6 separate regions of the Mus musculus genome follow, and regions 2, 3, 4, 5 and 6 are each linked to region 1. Evidence: chromatin contacts called from public Hi-C and promoter capture Hi-C data. All regions are on one chromosome and are shown on one strand. The core of a region is the stretch at or near the end of the contact, and the rest is flanking DNA. Distances in the headings are between cores, read along the strand shown. Region 1 holds the start of Snhg8 (small nucleolar RNA host gene 8). Region 2 holds the start of Fam241a (family with sequence similarity 241, member A). Region 3 holds the start of Ap1ar (adaptor-related protein complex 1 associated regulatory protein). Region 4 holds the start of Tifa (TRAF-interacting protein with forkhead-associated domain). Region 5 holds the start of Ptbp2 (polypyrimidine tract binding protein 2). Region 6 holds the start of Camk2d (calcium/calmodulin-dependent protein kinase II, delta).

What was found. Promoter capture Hi-C pulls out the DNA fragments that hold promoters and counts their contacts. A called contact is a pair of places that touch in the nucleus more often than the background predicts.
Region 2: a promoter capture Hi-C map of pre-B cells shows a contact between it and region 1. The contact joins the promoter of Fam241a here to the promoter of Snhg8 in region 1. A contact is called at or near these places in 1 of 39 promoter capture datasets (pre-B cells) and 1 of 484 Hi-C or Micro-C datasets (CD4 T cells).
Region 3: a contact with region 1 is called in a promoter capture Hi-C map of liver, with 6 times the contacts expected there. The contact joins the promoter of Ap1ar here to the promoter of Snhg8 in region 1. A contact is called at or near these places in 2 of 39 promoter capture datasets (liver and pre-B cells).
Region 4: a contact with region 1 is called in a promoter capture Hi-C map of pre-B cells, with 7 times the contacts expected there. The contact joins the promoter of Tifa here to the promoter of Snhg8 in region 1. A contact is called at or near these places in 2 of 39 promoter capture datasets (liver and pre-B cells).
Region 5: a promoter capture Hi-C map of pre-B cells shows a contact between it and region 1, with 11 times the contacts expected there. The contact joins the promoter of Ptbp2 here to the promoter of Snhg8 in region 1. A contact is called at or near these places in 1 of 39 promoter capture datasets (pre-B cells) and 2 of 484 Hi-C or Micro-C datasets (CD4 T cells and LSK cells).
Region 6: a contact with region 1 is called in a Hi-C map of CD8 T cells, with 6 times the contacts expected there. The contact joins the promoter of Camk2d here to the promoter of Snhg8 in region 1. A contact is called at or near these places in 2 of 39 promoter capture datasets (liver and pre-B cells), 8 of 484 Hi-C or Micro-C datasets (B cells, CD4 T cells, CD8 T cells and 1 more) and 1 of 9 other capture datasets (adipose tissue).

What each region holds. Positions count from the first base shown.
Region 1 is chr3:123,506,405-123,510,052 of GRCm38.p6, forward strand. It overlaps Snhg8 (small nucleolar RNA host gene 8), which reads right to left and starts at 1,932. Exons shown (of 1, transcript NR_028574.1): 1 at 1,148-1,932. It overlaps Snora24 (small nucleolar RNA, H/ACA box 24), which reads right to left and starts at 1,662; the gene lies at 1,533-1,662. It overlaps Prss12 (protease, serine 12 neurotrypsin (motopsin)), which reads left to right. Exons shown (of 11, transcript NM_008939.2): 11 at 1-198. The coding sequence ends at 123. It also overlaps the pseudogene Gm9369.
Region 2 is chr3:127,894,405-127,898,052 of GRCm38.p6, forward strand. Fam241a (family with sequence similarity 241, member A) reads right to left here and starts at 1,919. Exons shown (of 2, transcript NM_027482.3): 1 at 1,630-1,919. The coding sequence starts at 1,779.
Region 3 is chr3:127,835,928-127,839,575 of GRCm38.p6, forward strand. It overlaps Ap1ar (adaptor-related protein complex 1 associated regulatory protein), which reads right to left and starts at 1,596. Exons shown (of 10, transcript NM_145964.3): 1 at 1,222-1,596. The coding sequence starts at 1,298. Gm43653 (a long non-coding RNA gene) reads left to right here and starts at 1,570. Exons shown (of 2, transcript XR_003954551.1): 1 at 1,570-2,256; 2 at 2,939-3,648.
Region 4 is chr3:127,788,146-127,791,793 of GRCm38.p6, forward strand. Tifa (TRAF-interacting protein with forkhead-associated domain) reads left to right here and starts at 1,727. Exons shown (of 3, transcript NM_145133.4): 1 at 1,727-2,026; 2 at 3,328-3,384.
Region 5 is chr3:119,781,567-119,785,214 of GRCm38.p6, forward strand. It overlaps Ptbp2 (polypyrimidine tract binding protein 2), which reads right to left and starts at 1,822. Exons shown (of 14, transcript NM_001310711.1): 1 at 1,636-1,822. The coding sequence starts at 1,643.
Region 6 is chr3:126,594,921-126,598,568 of GRCm38.p6, forward strand. It overlaps Camk2d (calcium/calmodulin-dependent protein kinase II, delta), which reads left to right and starts at 2,031. Exons shown (of 21, transcript NM_001346635.1): 1 at 2,031-2,584. The coding sequence starts at 2,520.

The DNA.
Region 1 (3,648 bases), core at 682-3,181:
GAGTCCTGGGTTGTGTATGGGGTGACTTCCTGGGGGTATGGATGTGGAGTCAAAGACACTCCTGGAGTTTATACCAGAGTCCCCGCCTTTGTACCTTGGATAAAAAGTGTCACCAGTCTGTAACTTATGGAAAGCTCAAGAAAATAGTAAAACAGTAACCATTCAGTCTTCATACTTGGCACCATGCCAGAAATGACAAGCCTGCGATTCCTTTGAATTTGAGAGAACCCAGTAGTTCAGGGGTACAGGTCTTATCCTTGCCTATTACAATTTTTATGTAAGGTGAAATTCTAGCAAATCTTAGTTTTAATTTTTAAATCTACAAAATTTGGGCTAGGAACCTTGATTAGGTGCCCACATTTAACCTTTTTGATCTTACCTACACTAAGACCAGCACATCATTTTCTTAAGTTCAAATCTTCACTATCAAAATCATTTCTCTAGAACAGTAGGCAGATGTCAAACTTGAATTCTGCCTTTTGAACCATGAAAAAGTACGCCATCTACTGGTACCTTCAAGTAAGTTCAGATCTCCTGAGACTAACCTGACAAATGTTTTAAAGAGGCTCTCCTTATGTACCAGAAAGCCTAACACATGAAATGGCAAGCAGTTAAGAGGCCATACAAATTACTGACCACTTGTGGAACCATGACCTTACAGCAGCCCTTTTTAAATAGGAATGAAGGCCCAGAGACATCTGGTGGGAATTTGGATCCCAATAATCTCTGTGCAGAGGAATCACCCCCTGGTTCCTAAGCTTCCCTAAATAAGGCCTATCATACTCTTGAGTGTGAGTCTCAGTACCTCAAATCCCAGACACAAAAGCCTCTAAGGTCACAAGTATCCCCTCAGCACCTGTCACAACACACCCCCTAGCTGGTGTTACATACTTGGCTTCTGGAGATTTGAAGTTGAATGGCACACACTAGAAGGCTTGGAGAGCAGCAAGCAAAAGATACTTTTCATTAAGGGCAACCGTCTGTGGCTTATTAATCACTCATGTTCCAAGCCAACATTTATCTTGCACCTTTGTAACAATCAAACCTATCTTCTTTGGAAGCCTAGTTAACCCAGTTATTTCCTGCGCAAATGTCTCCTGTATCGTTAACTCTTAATTCACACAACCTCCAGAAACAGGACACAGTCTTATTACACACCAAACATCTTTTATTTAATATAAAATATTCAATTTTCAAAAATTAAAAGCGAAGATTCCCTGTAAGTTGACCAGAGACGATCTCAACCACTACAGTACCTGCAAGAAAAAAAAAAAGGCCCATTACAGAATATCCGTGACTATACTACGGGCTGTTTACTTATGTTAATGTCAGCACAAGAGCAAACTTCACCCTAACAGTAAAGGCCCACTCACTACCCAGAACCGCGAAAACACCACAAAAATGAATCTTACCTTAACACTTCCTCCACTGTTCAACAGCAACGGGTCCCGGCGTTTCCTAGAAATATTTCAATACTAGTTTAGAAAACTGAAGTCCATTTTTCTAGCGTCGTGTAGACTCTTACAATCTTAGAATGTCACTTGCTCAAGTCAGAATCTGGTACCAATGAAATGGTGACAGCTTTGCCAATAACAAGAACATGCTCTTCCATGGCTAGGAAGGGAGACTGCCACAGGCGGCAGGTCCCAAAGATACATGGAGTTTCACAGCCCAAAAATCTAGTGTAACCCCAGAGGTGTCACTCACCATCCGACCCAGCGGTGGCGAACTTGCGTCACGCCGCCCAACACCGTATCGGCTTTACATGGTGGTCGTCGCGCTAACCTTCACGGCGCTCTTGCAGAGTTGATGGCTTTCGGCCAGCACCATAGCCACCTTGTGTCTCCCGCATCTCGGCCACTCACAAATAAGGCCCAAGATATCATCCCCACCATACAACTACATACTCGTAGGCGGATCGCAGCCAAAGAGACTTCTGAACGGTGCGCGCACGCTTTTATAGCCCGGGTGACGCTCTCCCAAGAGCCTGCGCGCGAGGGGCGGGGCTTTCCCGCCCATTCCGAGCTCTCCCGCGCCTCGTCACTTTGATTGGTGTACAGGCGGCCCGGATTCGATGCGTGCGTCACAGGAATGGGCGGGCTGTGGAGGTGGGCGGGGAAAAGCCGAGCTGAAACCACAGTTCTCGCGGTGTCAGAAGTCTCGTGGCTGAAGCTCTGGCGGTGCGCGCGTTTTCTCTTCTTGGCTGCGTTCTTCTCTGGGACCCAAAGTCTAAGGTCCCTTCGTTGCCGCCTCCCCCGGCATCACTTCCTATGGCGCCGGCCCTTTGTCCCCGAGAGCTGTTGGCGGCTCCTCTGCCCCCATCGGGGTTGATGGTTCCGCTTGCGCCCTTCCGCTTGCCCTTTTGATCTGATCTCACTTTTGCCCGACACAGCGCGCCGGAAGGTTTCTCGAACCGGGAGAACGGGAAGCCTGGGCAGTGCGAGCAGACCCGCCCGGCCCTCGGCTTTTCCGGGAGGAAGGCATATCTCACTCCCGCGTGCAGCCCGCTATGAGACAGAATAGAGGGCCTTTAGTGATGGAGTATGGAGATGACAGTTGTCGTCATGGAGAATGTTAGTTAGAAAGCTGTGATCATTACAGGCTGGGAAGGGTGCGGTTAGGGCAACACCGTGCAGGAGTCAGTAGGAACGAATTCATTGGAGACAATACTCGCATTTGAAGGACCTAGAGGGGTTCGTGAACCTCAGCTCGCTCACCCACTATCTCATTTTACTTAAAATAATCACTACTGAATTGAAAGAACTAGTTCATCATAAGGCTCAAGTAACCGCGGCGCGTTGCCCAAACATTTCATTTACATTCTGGATGGTCTTCTGAGGGTGTCCTTAAGAATGGTCTGTATTAGTCCTGAGCTGAGAAGTCCGAGATTAAGGGCCTTCCTTCTCTGGCCAGTAGATGGTAGCCTGCATCTTTCCGTGGGTTTTTCTTTTGTGCCTGTCTGCACCTGTCAGGTTTTTTATTTTACAAAATGTAGTTTTGTTTTTATGTTACTCTGCTGTTACACAGGGCATAACATTTTCATAAGGCTTTTTTGGGGACTACAGTCAATGATTAGCAAACAACTCTCTAAAGAACAATCACTGAACCAAATGGATACCCTCTCACATGTACACAAATTTGCATGGAAAAGTACTAACATTACTTTAAATTGCAATGCACTACATTTTCCATATCTTCGCAGTAATACAAAACACAGTCGCTTGTAGAACCGGTTCAGATTACTTAAATACCAAGTGTGCTGTCAGTCCTCTACTCACGTGTCTGGAAGTTACTCGTGTTTACATGAAATGAAGCTATTGATACTTTTCTACAGCAGTAACTGCACACCAGGAAGGAGGAGACAACACAAACCAAGGGATGGAGTTTCCCCAAAGCTGCAGTGTGAAAAGACTATATAAACAGTTGATCCCATACACACGAATGGGCTTTCTTGCTAGAGGAAATCCAAGTGGAATAAGGAATGGAGATGTAAAAAGGTCTTCTTGAGGGGAAGGGGGTTGGTGCCCTGGATGCCTTTAGTTTTCGGCCCCCTCTGCTGCATCACATTCTTCTGCACTGTCTGATGTCCATAATGTTAAGTTGTCTCTAAGCAACTGCATGATAAGGGTGCTGTCTTTGTAGGAGTCT
Region 2 (3,648 bases), core at 669-3,168, 4.4 Mb after region 1:
TCAATTTATAATTTGGAGTTCTGGTATCCTTAAAACCAATCCAAAAAGAAGAACAGGAGAATATCTCCATGATGAAAAATTAAAATGACTTTTTGGAATGTTTTATGTTGTTAACTCTAATTCTCCTTCAGATAGTATGTGTACAAAAACAGCTCTATCTATGTGACATTGCATGGATTTTTAAATTTCATTTGCAGGTTGTAAAAAAAAAAAAAAAAAAAAAAACCAAAACAAAACCCTAGATGATAGGCTTTGTGATACTGTTGCCAAACGATTGATCACAAAAGTTTGCTTTCTGCATTATCGAGTTGGGCTGTACCAGTTCTGAGCTCCTGATAAGAAGTTCCCAGGTGCTGATATAGTAGGATCTCAGGTGTGTTTTTTTCCATGAGTGTGAGGACTTAAGAGTATACAGGTAAAGTATGTAGCAAAATTACAACGACACAAGCAACATGCAGAAGCAGGCAGGAAAATGAAATTTCATAGTACAATAGAGGAAGCAGGCATGTGATAGGGTATCTATTCTCTAGAATGTATATTTAATTTTTTGTTTCATCCCCTTTCCTTGTTCTAGTAACAATATCAGTAAGACTAGAGTTCCTGGCGCTGTCCATGTCATTGTATTGCTAAGGTCCAGAGATGGTTAAGGGAAGGATTTCACATATGCCATTACAACCATTTGCACATTTACTTTTGGAAAGGGAGTTTTAGTTGCTGGCTGTGTTTTCCAGTTGAGCAAGAGTAAGAGGAAATCAAGACCTTCTCTATTGAGACATGCATGGTACAGTTTGGTAAGAACACCGCCCGCAAGGGCACCAGCAAGATCTCCTAGCTACCAATTTATTTGCTTCAGTCACTGGCTCCTATATTGTCACATAGATGAATAATTACTGTCTACACGGTGATCAAGCCCACATTAGCATTATTTTTGTTTCTTAAGTAATGGGTTTTATTAATGTATTTAGTTATTAATGTACTTAGTGATATTAGAGGACAAGTTACAGGTATTATTAACTGATGATTCCAGAAGTCTAGGCTTACTTATGTGATTTCTAAAGGTCTTTGTATCTGGGGGATTTTTGAGTAGCTAATTACTGTACTGCCTGTAAAAAAAAAAAAAAAAAAATCGTCCCACGTAGAACTCCATCTTTACATTCAACTGCTAGTCTAGTCTTACAGATATCTGATGTTATAATTTCCCTTAGTCTTCTCAATGATATCCAATTCTGAGAACTTTAAAAGTACCCAGTTTCCTTATTATGTCTGTTACTAAAGCTTCCTTCCCTTTGGTGCTCACAGCAGGCAATTTTCTTTTTTTTTTTTTCCTTTCCACTTCTAAAATGAAGTTCAGCTCTGCTCGGTGGTGCTGTGAAACTTGCTCTGGGAGAGTCCCGGTGTCACCTAGGCACCGACCCGTGCTTCCCGATCCTCTGTGCGGGCCGTCCGCCCACCCCGTCCAGGGCGCGTGCAGTGCTCGGAATTCGAGCGCACGGCGCGCCCACGTAGCGCAAGTTGCCGGGTGGTTTTGAGGTGAGGCTCCGGAGGGCATTTCCACCGAGCCCGGCCCCGCCCGTCAACCGCTCGCCGCGTGCCCAGCCGCCACCCCGCGGCCCGCGCGCCCGCGCTCACCTGCTCGCCCTCGTCCTGCGGCCGCCGGCGCCGCGGGCTCGCCCCGTGCTCCGGCTCCTCAACCCGCCCGGCCGGCGCCGCCCCGTCCTCGTCGCACTCCCCGCCGGCGCTGCCGGCGCCGCCCCGCAGCAGCTTCCTGGCCGAGCACATCCCACCGCCGACTCCGGCCGCCCGCACGGCTGCCGCTGGCCACACCGGGACTCCCGACGCACACGGGAATCCTTAGAAGCGCGCCCGCCGGCCTGGGGGCCAGAAGTGCAGGAGCCGCCCGCCCCTCCTGTCAGCCGCTCGCCCCACCCCCAGCTCGGGGGCGGAACCCCGGGGGCGGGGGCGGGAGGAGGGGCGGGGCCATAGCGGACCGCGGCCCAATGAAGGCGGGACCTGGTGGGTTGGGCAGGGTACTGGGAGGGGCGGGGCCAGGGAGGGGCGGAACCAAGGGAGGTGTAGCATTATTCCAGTTAGTGCATGAAACTATGAATGAGGCCATAGGCTCCTGAGGGAGGTTGTATGTGTCTGACACCTATTAAAGTATATGACATCTGTGAAATTGTGTATCTGTAACTATCTGTACACAACAGACAGATATCCTGTGGTGTGTGTGTGTGTGTGTGTGTGTGTGTGTGTGTATGTGTAAAAGACAGAGAGAGAGGAAGAGAGAGAGTGTCAGAGGTGAGGAACACTGTAACAGACTACATGAGGGAGATTATGTATGAAATCGGCCATAGGTGCATGAGGGAGATTGTATCTGACAGGTTTTTAATGCATGTGAGAGCCCATGTGTGATTGTGTGTGAGTAACTATACACACACACACATACACACACTTAGATGTTGTGTTTAGTGTGTGTGTGTGTGTGTGTGTGTGAGAGAGAGAGAGAGAGAGAGAGAGAAGGAGGAGGAGGAGGAGGAAGTTATGTGTTGTGAGAAAGTGTGTGTAAGAAACATTGTAACAGACTGTAACCAAGTGCTTACAGGAGATTATATGAAAAAGACCATTAGATGCATGAGACCCTGTCTGATAGAGTATTATAAAAGCCTGTGTCTAATTGTGTGCCTGTACACAACAGATTGTGGAAGACTGTATACCAGAGTCTTTTGTGACAGGACAGTGTGGGAGATCATAGGTGTTGAAAGTTTGTGTGAGGATGTAGGTATACAGAAGAGGGCAACTGAGAATAAGAAGCTCATATGAGAGGGAGCTGTGTGCATGAAGGTGTGGGCACATGTAAGAGGTTCTGGGAGTGTGAAAGACCACCCAAACACACAGTATCCCTCCATACCAGCTGCAGCGGGCGCTCAGCTGTGCCTGGGTGTGCTGTTGGCTGCTTGTGCCTAGGAAGGAATGCAGGCTCTCTGTCGCTTGTTCCTCCCCTTTTGCCTCCTCTCCCTAAGCATCTCTGAGTGACCATGCCTATTTCTCTCTGCTTCCTAGTGTGTGTGGCTTGTGGGAGCCCTGGGCTCATTTCCTGGTCTCTCTGCCGTAGTGTGCATTTCTAGAAATGGTTTAAAAATTCTCAGCGACTGGTAAGAGAGAGAAATCGAGTTTCTTTTTCTTTTTTCTTGCTAGCCCATCATATAAGGGTAAACTGGGGGGCATGAAAGTAAAACAACGAATGGTTTTGCTTTCCTTTAATCCGTGCATTGAGGAAAAGGTTATGGTGTAGCTGGTATATCAGACTGTCGATGGAAATTATTTCCTATTTAACAAATAGGCCCAGAGACGAGTAACTCGTTTGGGAAAGCCTCTTTTAAAATGCCTTCAGGGGCTGGAGAGATGGCTCAGCGGTTAACAGTACTGACTGTTCTTTCAGAGATCCTGAGTCCTATCCCCAGCAATCAGATGGTGGCTCACCACCATGTGCAATGGAATCCAATGCCCTGTCCTGGTATGCAGGTATACATGCAATAGAGCACTCAGATACATAAAATAAATAAACCTTAAAAAAAGAAAAGACTAGTACCCAAAATGTCTTTAGGCCCAGCCAAGGAATTAAATAGGCAGGGACTTACAGGCTTATTT
Region 3 (3,648 bases), core at 346-2,845, 4.3 Mb after region 1:
AAAAAAAAAATACCCAAGGTTCTTACAGAACCCGGGTAATGTACTCCAAAGTCAAATACAAAAACATTGTCTACCGCAGAATTCAAAGCACTCCCTCCCAGAGTTTGACTGTTAAGCCTTCCAAGGAATGATAATAAAGTCAAAGATGTTGTAATGTCCAGTTCTTCCATGAGCCCCTTTCCATAGCTTCACAAACGAGTTCACTCACGAAGTACTTGGAATAACATGATTTTGGATCACAATGCACAACAGCTGTCAAAGTAAAGTACAGAAATCAGGAAAATCAAAATACCAAACTAAGTAGAAATGTTTTAAGTCCATCCCCTCCCATTCTAGGGACGCATAGAGTAACACCTTCACTACTTTGACACACTGCTTAATTAGTGAATCATTTTATAATGCACTCATGACCCAAAGATTCGAATTACAAATCACTTGGTTCCAGTTTGTGTGGGCTGAAAGCTTCCCAATACAAAGCTATTGGCTGAAAATTGGGCACCATGCTTAAGAAAGTTCAAAACAGATATGTTCTTTAGTTAGATTGGCTGGCTTAGATTTTTTGATTCTAGGTTTTAATTCCCGAAAAATGCTTAGGAATAATAAAATCAACATCAATGCTATGTGCCCCCGGGTTTTTTGTTTTGTTTTGTTTTTTCACTATTCTAGGAAATAAAGGTACAACAGTAATCACACAATTTTGCTATTGGATAGAAAAATCTGAAGCATATCCCACTTTCCTCACAAGAGACGTGCTGCTCGGTGACATTTTGGTTAGATTATCGAGCATAAGGGTAGCAATCACAGCATGGTATTCCTCTCCAAAATTCTAAGTTATTGCTATGAAAGGATTCGCATACAGCCGCACCAGTCGCTTCAATGGCCAGTGTGCACTGCGATCCTGCAGCTCTTTACCTAAGAGTTCACCAGAGCCTGGAGCAGAAGTGACTTCTATTTAAAATGCACCTGGGGCATCAACCTTGGGGCCAGATTTTCACCTGTTCTGTCAAGGCCCAAAAGGAAGACCAAACACAGAGACAGAAGCTTTGGCGTTAAGTCAAAGCAGGGTGTGTCCAGGAGGCAGTGCCGGGTGCTTACAGGAGATCGTACCTCCCGAGGTAAGTCCTCAGGGACAGGGAGCCTGCACGGGGGCGGCGGGCACCACCACCACCGCCGATCCCCGGCCGCGCATCCCGGGCATCCCGGGCCTGCGCTGCCGCTTACCCTCCGCCCGCTCGCTGCAGCCGACCCGCTTCCCGGCGGAGCAGCCCGAAGCATTGCGTCCAGCAGCAGTTCCCCATCGCATGCCGCCCGGAGCCGCCGCTCCTCCTCCTGCCCCGAGCGCGAGCCCAGGCGGAGCAGCTGCATCCGCGCCGGCCGGAGCTCGGCAGACGGCGACGCCGGGAACAAAGGCCGCCGCTAGGCCCGCGGGCTCCGGGCTACCGCGGCGCGAGGGACGAGCGCAGGGCCGTGGGGTCCCGGGTCTCCAGCCGTCCGCATGGCCCGCTCGCCACCCGCCCGGCCGCCCGCGCCCGTCACCGCCCCGGCAGCCGCGGGAGGCCCGCGCCGCCACGCCCCCTGCCGCTCCCGGGCTCCCATTGGACACGTTTCTGGCGGCTACCGCTTCCGGCGGCTGGCGCGGGCGTCATTTCCGCTGGATTCCGGCTTGGCTGGCAGCGCCGGGCAGGAGGCGCTGTTCTCGGTTGTAGGTGCTGTGTGCTGAACCTGATCCTAGACGGGGATCTGCTCTCTCTCTCTCTCTCTCTCTCTACGCCACTTCTGGCGCCTTCGTCGCCCGCTGTCAAGCAGTGGGGATCATGCAGCGCATGCTCGAGCGCAAGCTTAGCCTTCGAACTTTGTACCTAGAGCGCACGAGCCTCCCCTTCTGCAGCAGCGGGTCGGAAGTCACCCAACGAGTGCGCTCCAGGATGGCACCAGAGCTAGAGGCAGAGAGGAGGGACTCACTGCCGTTACTTAGAACACACTAAGAGGCTTTTTGTTTTATTTTGTTTTGTTTTGTTTTAATTCTTAAAATATTCTCGTTTGCGGAGCAGCTTATTCTCGTTATACTGCCAGCGGACTGGAGAGACACTGTGCACTCCTAGGCGGATTTTCTTTTATTAAAAACGAAAAGTTCCAGCTTGGGCATGTAGCTCGGTTGGTAGAAGTGTGGTGGAAAAATCTGCAGTCAACAGCACTTGAGAGATGGAAGCAGAGTCATAAATTCAAAGTCAACCTCAGATACACATTAAGTTGGAGGTCAGTCCGGACTGTGTGAGACCCTGTATTTTTATTTTTTATTTTTTAAATTAAAAGTAATTTCAGGTGGAGAAGAGGAGAACCAGAAGAAGTCAGCAAAAGGTCTTGGGTTTTCGGGAGAACAAGCCATTTCTAATTCAAATATAATATTCTAATTCCAAGTTAAGAAGAGCAAGGCTGGGGTAAAGGTCCATGTTCTCAAATGCCACCCTAAAAACCCCCTTTCAGACACCAGGTAGCTTTAAAAGCAGAAGGCAGAAGTATGCCTGGGAGTTGGAGGCCGGCCTGATCTACAGAGCCAGATCCTGGCCAGCCATGTCTATGTAATGAAACCCTGTCTAACCCAACTGGATCCAAGGCATAGTTGTTTCACAAATGCCCAGTTCTGTGGATAACATGCTCCACTGATACCATATATTACAATTTTAACCCACTTTAGTGTGAGTGAAATGGTGACATTGAAAAAAAAAAAAGAAAAGAAAACAGTACTACTAGGAAAACATTCTTTCAACTACTCATTTTGTTGGTTCTTAGCATCAAGGCCAGCCATGATTTCAGTCTTAGCACTTAGTGAACTTGACTCTTTGGTATTCAAGTGGACAAGCCCCACTGCTCATTGGATGCCAGTGAAATGGCTTAATGGTTTCCTAAATTGTCACTGCATTTTCCTCCTCTCTTCCAGTACCTGAAATCAATAATAATAATGTAGCCTTGGAAATGGAACTATAAGTGCGTAAGGAAGCTGGTGCACACAGCCTGTAGATACTACCCAGTGTTGATGAACATGCCTTGAGTGAATGAGTCTGCAGAAACTGATGCTAAACTAAAGTCTGTAAAGCTTACATATTGCACAACTACACTTACAGGAACGTTTTAAAAAGGCAAAGTGATACAAATGACAAGCACAGCAAAGGGCTCCCAGGGGATAAGAAGTGGATCCATGGTAGAAAGTCTGTATTTGGGCTCTATGGATATCATCATGCCCGAGTTTGTGGTACTGTCCTGTGGCTTTGTCAGACACTACTATTGAGGGAAAGTAATGTAAGATATAATGGTGATAATAATAAATAATACATTATCTTACTTCTTTTAAAAAGGTCTGTGTGTGTGTGTGTGTGTGTGTGTGTGTGTGTGTGTGTGCACTCGCCCACACGAGCATGCATACAGATGCCCATAGAGGCCAGAAAAAAGGCATTGGATCAACACAGGCTGGAATTGGTTATAAGTCACCAGATGTAGGTAGTAGGGACCCAGCTCATGTCCCCTGACCCATCTCTCCAGCCCCTCTGTATTATTTCTTGAAACTTCATGTGACACCTTGATAATTGCTCATTTAAGCTTAAGAAATGGGCTGGACATGATGGTGCATGCCTTTAACTCCAGCAGTCAGGA
Region 4 (3,648 bases), core at 477-2,976, 4.3 Mb after region 1:
TTTTGCCCAAGTCGAGGCTTCAGGCTACTCATTCTGGACCTTCTGTCTTTGTCCAGAAGTGTAGCCAGCGGAGATTACTGGAGCGATACTGTAGCTATCTGAACTGAGATAAGCCAAGGCCAGTAACTGCAGCGCCAGCCAAGTATCCCTCAGGCCTGGAAGCAGAGGAACTCTCTCTCAGGTGCACACTCCTGCCTGATTCTTGCTGATCACATGCTCATCTTCGGTTTTAAGATCCATTATTTTTTAACTAGTTGTCAGGGTCAAGCAATTGTGACCGAGATTAGATTCTAATGTGGACCTGCATGCTTACTTAGAGTCTCTTTGGGATCAATCATGCCTGACAGTTCTGGAAAATAAAGAGCATGCCCTCTAGCATCCTGAATTTTAACCTGTATCTTCTGTCAGTGTTGTTAATAGCCCCTACTTAAATATTAATAGTATAAAGTGAAGGTTTCTATGTTATTTCTCTACTTGTGTTAATGCACTTTGACCATGTCCATCACTTTATTACTCCCTTATTCGTCACATTTTTTTCACATGTTCTTCAACTCAGCTTTGAAGATTAAAGAGTTCAGATGGAGCACAATCATGACGCTAGGATTCACAGGAGGCAGAAGGGTCTTGACTTGGAAGCTAGCCTGAGCTACATGACAAAACCTTGTCTAAAAAGAAAACCGTTAACAAGAAAGAGATCTGAGAGCAGAAACTCCGATTTTTATGTTACTTTATTGCCTGGGTTTATTTGGCACAATCACTTGGCAATGTCTTATCTTGTACCTGCTTTGATACAGCTCAATCGAAAGAAGATTCCGTGGCTGTCTCTTCTTCCAAGAAGGAATAATAAACGTTGATCATTAACCAACGAAATTACATCCCTTACTGGAATCTGCCTCACTTAAATGTACTTAAGTCCTTTCCCAGCCGAGGCTTCCCAGCAGAATTGGGGGGGGGGGGGAGGCCCTCCAGTAGACTGACAACAGTGCAGAAGCCACATCATTTTATTGTCCCAGAAAAAGACCTACCTCCCCTGACATTAAGGACAGAGTCCAGACAAATAAACAGTTTCCATGGAAAGACTGTGGGAATTGCTATTCAGGTTCCCAAGCAGAGGGGACGACGGAACGGACAACTAGAACATCCTTGGCAACTTCTACAGTCACTCTGGTTCTCTTCGCTCTGCTCTCCATCGCTCTTCTCCCTAAATAGAAGCCCTCTCCTACCTCTCTCCACAGCTGCCTTCTGTATTTCCATCCCAACCTCCTTGAACTTCGGAAATTAGTGTCCGGGTATCCAGTCGGTCCTCTGAAAGACCCTCACGAGGCTGTTGCCCCTGTCACCACTCAGCACTAGGTGTTGGGCGAAGAAAGGTTGGTTAGCCGGAAGTGACAGGTGAGGAGGCTTCTGGACGGCTTGTGCGCAGGGTGGCAGCATCCCGAGGAAGGTTCCAATCCTGTCTGGCTGGACTCTCATCCGCTCCCCACGCCTCGGGTTGAGCAGAGAGTAGCCACTGCCTCCCAAGGCCCGAGATCAGGCGCACATTCTTAGGGTCCCCAACGAGTCCTCCAACTGCCTGCTGGTCCACCACCCCACAGCAGCTCTTAATCTGGAACCGACCCAGTTCCTTTCTTCTCAAAGCCCAGCTCCCGGGTCACATGCCATCTAGAGCTGCCTCTTGTTGGAGAAGGTGCGGTCGCCCCGGGTGCCCGGCGACTCAAACCCGGTCAGTCAGGAGACCTCAGAGAGGCGACAGGGGGCAGGGCTTCCTGTGGAAAAGGGCTGGACGGCGGCGGCAGCCTCTTGCCTGGCTCTGCGGGGCTTTCCTCCCGGCAAGGGCTTTGCCGAGGTCACTCGCGCGAGGCCGCTCTTGGCGCGCCCGTGGGAGGCTCGGTGGCGTGGGAGGACCAGCGACCTGCGGATTCCTCGAGCTCCCACGGCGCTGGCAGCGACGGTCCCCCACCCCCACCCCTATCCCCAGGCTTCCACCAGAAGGCTCCGCAAGACTCACGGACCTCCAAGTCCCCAGGTACCTATTGGTCACCTGTTTAGCTTGAGAGTGGGGGACTGTCGCTTGCCTGCTTCTCTCTCTCTCTCTCTCTCTCTCTCTCTCTCTCTCTCTCCCTCCCTCCCTCCCTCCCTCCCTCTCCCTCTCCCTCGCTCTCGCTCTCTCTCTCCTTGGCTTGGTTTACAGGCAGTCTTGCACTATATACTAAGGAAAGGTTGAAAAAATATATAGCCAGCGCGATCTTAAGCTTATGAAATACGTGATCTTTATAAAATAAGGGAGGAACCGAACAATACTGGGGGAGGGGAGCGGTGTGTGTGTATGTCTTTCCTCTCCTATTCTTGCAAACTTTTCATCCAATCGGAAACTAGAAGGATGCCGCTTGTGCATTCTGGCTCACTAGCCGACATCCCGGTCCCCCGCCGTCACATGCTGTTATTGAACTTGGGAAATATCCCAGTCCGGAGTGCACAAGCCTCTTCCAGACCCACCTCCCGGCCGTAGCCGGGTCACAGGAAAGCCCAGCGTCGTTGTGATCCGGGATTTTCCAATTTTCCCAGAGGATTCGCATCCGGTTGCTGGGAGAGGCTCCGTGGGGGGTCCGCGGCCAGGGAGGGGAGTGGGGCCGGGGTGGGGATAAGAAGTGGAGGGTGGGCAGAGCGAGAATCGCCAACGCTGGAAAGCGCTGAGCTTGCCTGACGCTCTCCTCTCCGTACTTGGTTGCCCCCACTCTCTCTGAAAGATTGGGAACCAGAAAGGCTGCTGAGTCGGCAGTGCAGGTCTGCTTTGGTGTAAAATTCGCGGACAAATGTCTTCTAAGACACCCGGTGGGGCCATGGCAACTGAGGGAGTTGGGCAAGAGAGTAAAATTATCTTTTGTTTCTTCCAAGTTTCTCTTCCCCTTCTGCCAGCTCGGTGTCGGGTGTTTGTCAAGAAGAGAAGCTTTTTTGCAAAAATAAAAACTCCCTTCTTGTAATCACAATCGCTAGCATATCGACTCAGAGGAACCTCCATTTACAGCAAATTCTAAAAACGTGAGAAACCTTGATGGCATGCGTGACCCCTACCCAGGGGAGCCGTGCAAACTTCCCTTTAAACCGTTTGGACACCTGGCTCATTTTAGTAAAAACATCTCTGCGTAGCTTCTCATCTGTGGTATTTGCAACCAATCAGCCTTGTGCAAAAACAAAGCCCGGTAGTCCTTCACTGGTTTCACAGGACACAGGGGTCAGTTAGGAGCAGCTTGTCCCGCGTGCGCAGCTGGGTTGTCAGTGCTGCGGTGTACCTAACACACCGACACAGACCCCTCTTTTTTCTCCCAGGAGAGGAGACAAGGCTCAGGAGTCCTGATCTAGCTGTGGCCACTGGAAGACTCTCAGGTGAGTGTGTGCATCTTGGTATCCAGCACGCAAAGGGTTAAGCCTGGAGAGTTGGGGGGGGGGGGGTTGGAGGAATTGTGTGTGTGTGTGTGTGTGTGTGTGTGTGTGTGTGTGTGTGTGTAGGGGGGGGTGAAGAGCCATGCCTTTGGCTCCTGTCTGTAGCTTTTCATTTCCTCTCTTTCCTTGTTCTATAATAGTTTCTTTGTTAACCGATTATTACTGTTCCCCAGATGTTCATGTTTGACAACTTTGTGATGTCAGATA
Region 5 (3,648 bases), core at 572-3,071, 3.7 Mb before region 1:
TACTCTTCTAATGATCAATGCTTAACTTTAAAACTTTTAAGATCTTTTATAAATTACCCAGGCCCTGGCAATACACAGATGCTCAGTGATAATTTTTTTTAACTATTATTTACCTGGAGGTTTTTTGTTTTTGTTTTTTGTTTTTTTTTTTTTTTAGAAATAATTTTGAACCATTCGACGTTTCAGTCAGTTTATGATCATTTTTAAGAACCTTTAACAGCAAGATGAAAATGCAGAAACACTATACTATTCCTAACGTGCTTATATACTGACATCAGCAACGTTGAGTGAGTTCTTTGGTAACCTAAACAAAATCTGGAAATTGGAAAACTGTCTGGGGATAATTCACATGTCTAAAGCTACATTTCCTGTGGTAAATAATATCCCATTAAGGTAATTTGTGGCAATGATGTTTAAAGCCTTTTTATTATCTCTTCTAAAACACCAGATAACTAACTCTAGACTGATAACCTATTGAATAAACTCGGATTTTACTTTCTTAGACTCGTCAAATCCAGACCCTCAATTTTAATAAAGGTTCATGTTCACTGGGTCTCTTTTCGTGCCCCTTCCTCTCTGTGGGCTGTGAACTGTGGCCCCCTTCTCTGAACAATGAGTTGAACTGGGTCGTTCGGGATGTGGAGTTAACAAGGGCGCGACATTGGTGAGCCTCCTCTTTTCTTCTCACAGCTCTCTCATCTCACTCAGCATCCTCCGGTCTTCACGCCCAGCCTCTCCAAAGATGCAACACGACTCTGATCCATGTTCCATATTTGCTTGGGGGGCTGGTGTGGGGGGGGGGGTGTTTGTTTTTATTTTTGTATTTTTTTTTCCTCCAGAAACTAATCAAAGTAGGGGGCGGGGGAAGGCCAACCCTGTGTGGATTATCTGTTGTCTGCCTTGCGTGGCTTGTGGCCTTTGCCCATGTGACTGATGCTGCCTCTCCAACACTTCATGGGGGTTTGGTTTTGTTTATGGCTTAATTTCTGGGCCCTGTGGGCCGAGCCCCGAATTCTTGTTGTTGTCGTTGTGGTGGTGGTAAAGGCATTCCGATGGCCTCCCGCCCCCGCTCCCAGACTCGGATGAAAACAAAGGAGTGTGACATGTGCCCTCCTCCCTCCCGCCGCCACGCGCCCTCCCCTTCCCCGCAGCTCCCACTCGGCGCTCCGGCCGCGGCGTTTCGGGCGAGGCCGGGGATGGCGGGCCTCGCTCAGGCTTCGCGCTCCGCACAGGCCTCCGCGGCTTGGCCCGCTCGCGCCCGCGCCGCCGCCGCCGCCGCCGCCGCCACCCCAGGGTTCGGGTCTCCCCGCGGCGTCGACATGGCTCCCGAGGGGGCAGGGCCGCCCCGGGCTTCCCGCCCCATCCCCCGCAGTCGGGCCGCCCCGCGTCCCCACAGCAGCCCCGAGGCCTCCCCGGCCTCCCAGCCGCGGCTGCGGTTCGAGCCGGTAGCCGGAGCGGCCGAGGGAAGCCCGGGGAGGGGTGTGTGTGATGGGGCGGGGGTTGGGTAACGGCGGCGCGGCCTGGGAGGGGCCGCCCGAGCCCCGCTTCCCGGGACCCGACCCGACCCGGATCCCGGCCGCCGCCTCGCCGGCCTCCTCTCCCTCGCCCATCTCCTCACGGGCTCCCGGTACCTACCCGTCCATTGCCGAACCGGACAAAGCTTCGCTCCCAAGAACCGAGCCACGCAGCCAGCGAGCCACACAAGCGGCGAGAAAATGGCGGCCAGGGCCCGACGGAAATTGCCGAAGGTGCCGGAGCGCACGGGGCAGCGCGCGGCGGCGGAAAGAGCCGAGCGCGCGGGCGCCCGGCGGCGGCGGGAGACGAGCGGCGGGGCACAGGGACCGGGGGAGTGGGCGCCTCCGCCGTTGGCTGCCTCCGCCCGCTTGCCCGCCCGCCCGCCCGCGCGCGCACTGCCTCCCGCCCTCGGAGACGAGCCCGCTGCAGTGGCTGGCTGACCTGGGTTCTTTCTCTTCCGTGGGCGGTGTGAGTGGGACAGCCTGCAGCCTGCACCGTGTGTGCCTCAGGCTAGCCCGGACTGCAACCCTGCTGCTCTCAGGCTGCTTCCACTCTTCCTTCCAACCTCAAGCTGCATTATTACCACAAAGGACCAATCCCAGGCCCGGCCCGGGCACCCTTCGCCCTCTCAGCTCTAGAGAAAAAGACTTTATAGCTGCATCCTAGACCTCGTTTACAAATTCTTCATCCTCAAAGAGCTTACCCCCCTGGTCAAGATCCATTGCTTAGGAAAATATAACAACATCTCCTAATTAAGGACTGCTCACCAGCTTAGTGTTTGCTTACAAACCTGGAATCAATCAGGCCAAGAGGAAGAAAAGGTGATTCTCATGTGGGTTGGTAATTTTTGTGCATCTGTTAGGAAAAACATATATTCCAAGATCCCTACATGGGAATGGCCACACGCTGAGCGAGCGAGGTGGCAGAAAGCGTTCCTGTATTCCAACATTTGGGGATATGGAAAGAGGAGGCCAATTGAGTTAGCATTAGTTACAGGGGATGAAAATGTTAAAACGGCCTAGACAAAAATCACTTTTCCATAGAACTAAAGGTCTTAATATCATAGAACATGTTTTCCGTTCTTCTTTAATGTATTTGTATCATAGCCCCAGCAACATTTGGTTTCGGAAAATGTTCCCGGCATGCCACTAATGCCAGCACCACCCTTTGCTCTTCCCTACCTCCTCCAGCACTTACCAACTGTGTCTGTCCAGGTGTCCTCCATACCTCCTCCAGATCTGCCGCGTCCCCTTCAAGAAGCCTCTTGCCCTTACCACCTGGAATTTCACCTCACTAAATGGGAGATTGTATATTATTTTTAAAAGATAAGTCAGAACCTGGCCCCAGCTACTCCAGAGGATGAAGAAACTTAGTGAGACCTTGTTTCAAAGGCAATCAACAACAACCACACACATATGTGCACTGTTGTTGCTCTAAGAACGTTTCCAAGCCACCACCTGGTCAAATAGTCTTGATTTGCCTTAGGGATTGTCGATTCTTTTTAAAAATCTAATTTCCGGCAACACCTCCCTTCTATCTATACTTTTGACTTATGATACGTAAAGGCCCCATTATCATTTCCATTAATAATAGTTTTTCATGGGTTGTGGTTTTGTTCACATAGTTTCAACTCAACAATTAAATCTGTATGCTCCCAGAGGGAGGGAGGGAGGGAGGGGATCCAGGATGCATTCTCCATCTTCTTCGCACTGGCACAATCAACACTGATAATTGGTTCTCGTTTTATCTCAGGGAAGACAATCTGGGTCAAGAAGAGCAGAACTTCTGTCAAGTGTCAGATGTTCACTAAACTACAACCTTTTGTTGGTCTTCTAATAAAGTATAAGGGCAAACCACAGCACAGTCAATATGCTGGCTTATTTAAGTCAACACTTCGGTAGGAAATATGTGAGGTAGTTCGCAAGGCAAGACACATAAAGCACTAGATTTTAAAATGTAGTAAAGAAATAAGGGTTTAAAGTTGGGAATGATGCTGATGTATCAGCACACAGCAATAGGCTCCTCTGGACATCTACCTGAGGTTTCTGTTTCAAGCCATTTGTTCAGTGGTAAACCGTGGCTGGGAAATATTAAGTGTAAAATCTAGACATGATTTATAGTTTAAAATTCTGC
Region 6 (3,648 bases), core at 781-3,280, 3.1 Mb after region 1:
TAGTTTCATCTTCCTTTCTTTGTCACTACATTTATACCAAGTAATCCTTATCTTTTATTGCCAGGATTTAAGATCCAAGCTCATTTCAGTTTTGTTATTAAAAATGTTCAAATTTAGCCAGGCATGGTATTTCACACCTTTAGTCACAGGCTGGGGAGGCAGAGGCAGGTGGATCTCTCAGTTTGAGGCTCAGCCTGGTTTGCATAGTGAGTTCCATGCCATTTAAGAGAGACACACTGAGACTATTCCAATCAAATAAAAATGTTCAAATTTAAGGACATAAAAAACAAAATTTGCTTTTAAAAACAAAAAGGAATCAAAGCTATATAAAAACCACAGAGGAACTTCAATAAGCTTCCAAGGGTGTCCCACAATGACAACTGAACAGCAGAGGCCCCCAGGTAGGAACAATACAAGACAAAGCGGGACGTGTGCTGATCCCACGTGCTTGGCAACGTCAAAAATCAGCACTAGGAATCTAGTGCGTGGGCAGAATATCAAATGATGTAAGTAAAATTGAAGGGAAAATTATAGTAAAACAGGCCAGTAAATGACATTTTCATGGGCAAAACAATGCAGACATTGAATGATGACTAAATTCAAAAAGTATTTTCTTGTGTTGAGTGGGAGAGGGCTATTAGAAGTATGAGTAATATTTGCAAAATCTATAACAAAAAAAAGCATTTAAAAATTATATGGCCGTCTGAGTACTTCAGTTCAAAGGCCACTCAGCATTCTTTAGAACAGGGAATAAAAGAACCTGCAAAGTAGTAACTTATAGCCGCCCTAAAAGCATGTACAGGCTCCCTAACTGAAAGTTATCTATCATCTTCCCACTGTGAAATTTTAAGTGCACGATGTGATTCTAAGCACGAGCACATAAGCAATAGAAATGCAGGATTTTATGGTTTCCTGCTGTAGAACAAAAAGCAACAGTCTGAAGAAAATTTTTTAAAAGTTCATGATGCGTCTCTATTTTCCGTAGGCCTCTAAATCTGCAATTGCCTCGTTTATTAAAGACTCAGAAGTGAAAAGAAGGCTCAGAAATGATCTTAGCCACCACTTACACCTTAACCCATCTTACATGCTAATTTTTTTTCTCCATGCTAATTTTTAAGCAACAGTGTCAGATATGCTTAACTGTACACACGTTCTTGAACTCTTAAATGGTTTTCCAGATAGCCACTGAGGGAGTACACTCCTGTGCCCCTACTTGGCCTGCTCTTTGAGAATGCAGGTAAAGAACTCCCACCCTCCCTCTCCCTTCTCCCTCGGCAACGCGAAACAGGCTAGGCACGCTCACGTGACGCTAATGACGTCAGCCCCCTCTGGGTCGCGTGACCCACAGCCAACCTTCCTACCGCCCCACCCCCTCGCCACTGGCGTGGGACATCTCGCGAGAAGCCTTCTTACTATCAGAACTTGCTGAGGTTACAGGGGAGTTACTCTGGAGAGGAAGGAAGGTGTGGCAGAGTGGTGCACTTTTGGGTTTCATTATGTTAGAGTTTATGATCAAGCAAATGCTTATGGGGATCGCCCTAGTCGGGAAAAGGGGAGAGAAGGGCGAAGACGTGACAGTAAAAACTGAAGCGAAACGTGGTGCCCTGACCATCTTTGCCCCTAGCTAAGGGACAGCCGGGCGCAGCAGAGGTGGCCAAGGCTGGCAGCCCCAGGCAGTAGCTGCGAGCCGGGGGACGTTGGACCCGGGTCTGGGAGCAGTAAACGCGAACCGCGCCCAGATGCAAGGGTTGCTTCCCTCTCTCGGCTTCCCCGGCCTCGCGGCCATCCCGCCCGGGTAGAGGCATCCGGGTTGTGGGAGCTTCGAGTGGTCTCTCATCTTTCCGCCCTTCGTGGGTCACTGCGACATCTCAGTCCCGTCCCCTTAAGCGCGCTCCCTGCTGCTCCGCGCATCTCCCTTCGGTCTCCCTAGACGGCTGCGGGAGAGCAGCCCGAAGGGACGCGGCTGGAGTCGCTAGAGGGAGGTGTGGGGCCGCCGAGGAGGGGGCTTCGCTGGGCGGGGAGAGGAGGGAGGAGGCGCCGGGGAGGAGCCGCGGCTGCCAGCTTCGCCCGAGCCGAGCGAGCGCACTCTGTCGCCCCGCGGGTTCCCAGCCTTGCGGCCCCGTGGAGAGGAGGGAGCGCGGGCCACCAGCGCCTCCTCTGCCCGCTGGAACGACCGGCTGGGTGTTCACTCGGCCGCTGCCGCCCGCCACTCCGGGCGCTGCGTTGAGCTCTCCGTGCGGCCTCGGTGACCGCGGCAACCCCTCCTGACACCTCTCCCCCGCCCCTTCGGGAGCCCTCGGCCCGGCCACCGCGGCGGGAGGAGGAGAGGACAAGGGATCGCGGAGCGGGCTGGTCTGGCCACCTCGCCCCGCGCGCCCCGCCCCTGCGCGCACTCCCTCGCCGGCGAGCTACTTTCGGACACGGAAAGTGAGGGCGGCCCCGGGTGACAGCGCGGCGGCGCCAGTCCCGGGAAGCCAGGTCTGTTCGCGTGTCGCCCGTCGCACTGTCCAGACCCCGCCATGGCTTCGACCACCACCTGCACCCGGTTCACCGACGAGTATCAGCTCTTTGAGGAGCTCGGAAAGTAAGCGTCCCTGCCTGGCATCTCCTCCTCCCCACGACCCCTCGTCTCCCTCGTGGGGATAGAGAGCCTGCGGGCCGAGGCGGGGAGACGGACCCTGGCTTGGTGCGGGTGGGGCACACAGGGAAGGAAACCTTTGCCCTACTGTGGCGGGTGCTCCGAATTCCCAGCCCATCTTCTCGGGTCCTCCACCTCTCCACGGGGGACTTAGTGAATTTATGATCTCTGCAGTTGTAGCTGTCATCCTGAGAAGTGTGCGCGCACGCGAGTGCGAATGTGTGTGTATGTGTGTTCGGAGAGGAAAGGAGATGCATGTAAAATGCAACATTTATCACATTTTTGGTAAATAGATGTCTCTTGCTCAGCCCGCGCTGTATCTGCGATCTGACCCAGGTTCGGATGAGCTAACGAGAGAACACTCGCTCTCTGAGATGGTGCCATATTTATCGATGCCGAAAGTTCAACTTGGCTTGGTGGAGAGTCTGGTTCGGCATCCAAGTAGTTGTTCCGTTCAGGAAAAGGGCCACCCAACAGAACCCACGTCCCTGCCATGTATCCGCTATCCTTCTTTGCACTAAGATGAGTCGCTCACCATCATTCTAGGATTTAGGTGTACATCGTCTCTGAGAGGATTTATTTATCCAGGCAGAGGAAAGCCCTAGAGCCCGAGAGAGCGTTTCCCCAGGGTAGCCTAGCTTGTGTAAAACGACCTCCTCCACTGAAGTGGCAGGACTTCCTTGAGATGTTAAGGAGGGACAGGGTACCTACTGAAGATCTGCACAGGGGCAACTAGAGACTCAGTCAGGAGGGAGTGTTGGTTTACCGAGCATCAAACCCCAAACCTATCGCTAATTTCCACTATCAGGGAAGGGATGCATTTGTGTGTGTGTGTGTGTGTGTGCTGTAGGTTTCCTTACAGTTGCATAAAAGGAAGTGTGAGCACTTTTAAATCAAATGAAAATGATATCTTTATAGATGATCTGCTGTTGAAACATGGAGTATGTCGGAAGAGCAGCTTAATTTAAATCTCTCCCCTCCCCCCAAGCCCAAACCAGGCAGAGAGAAAT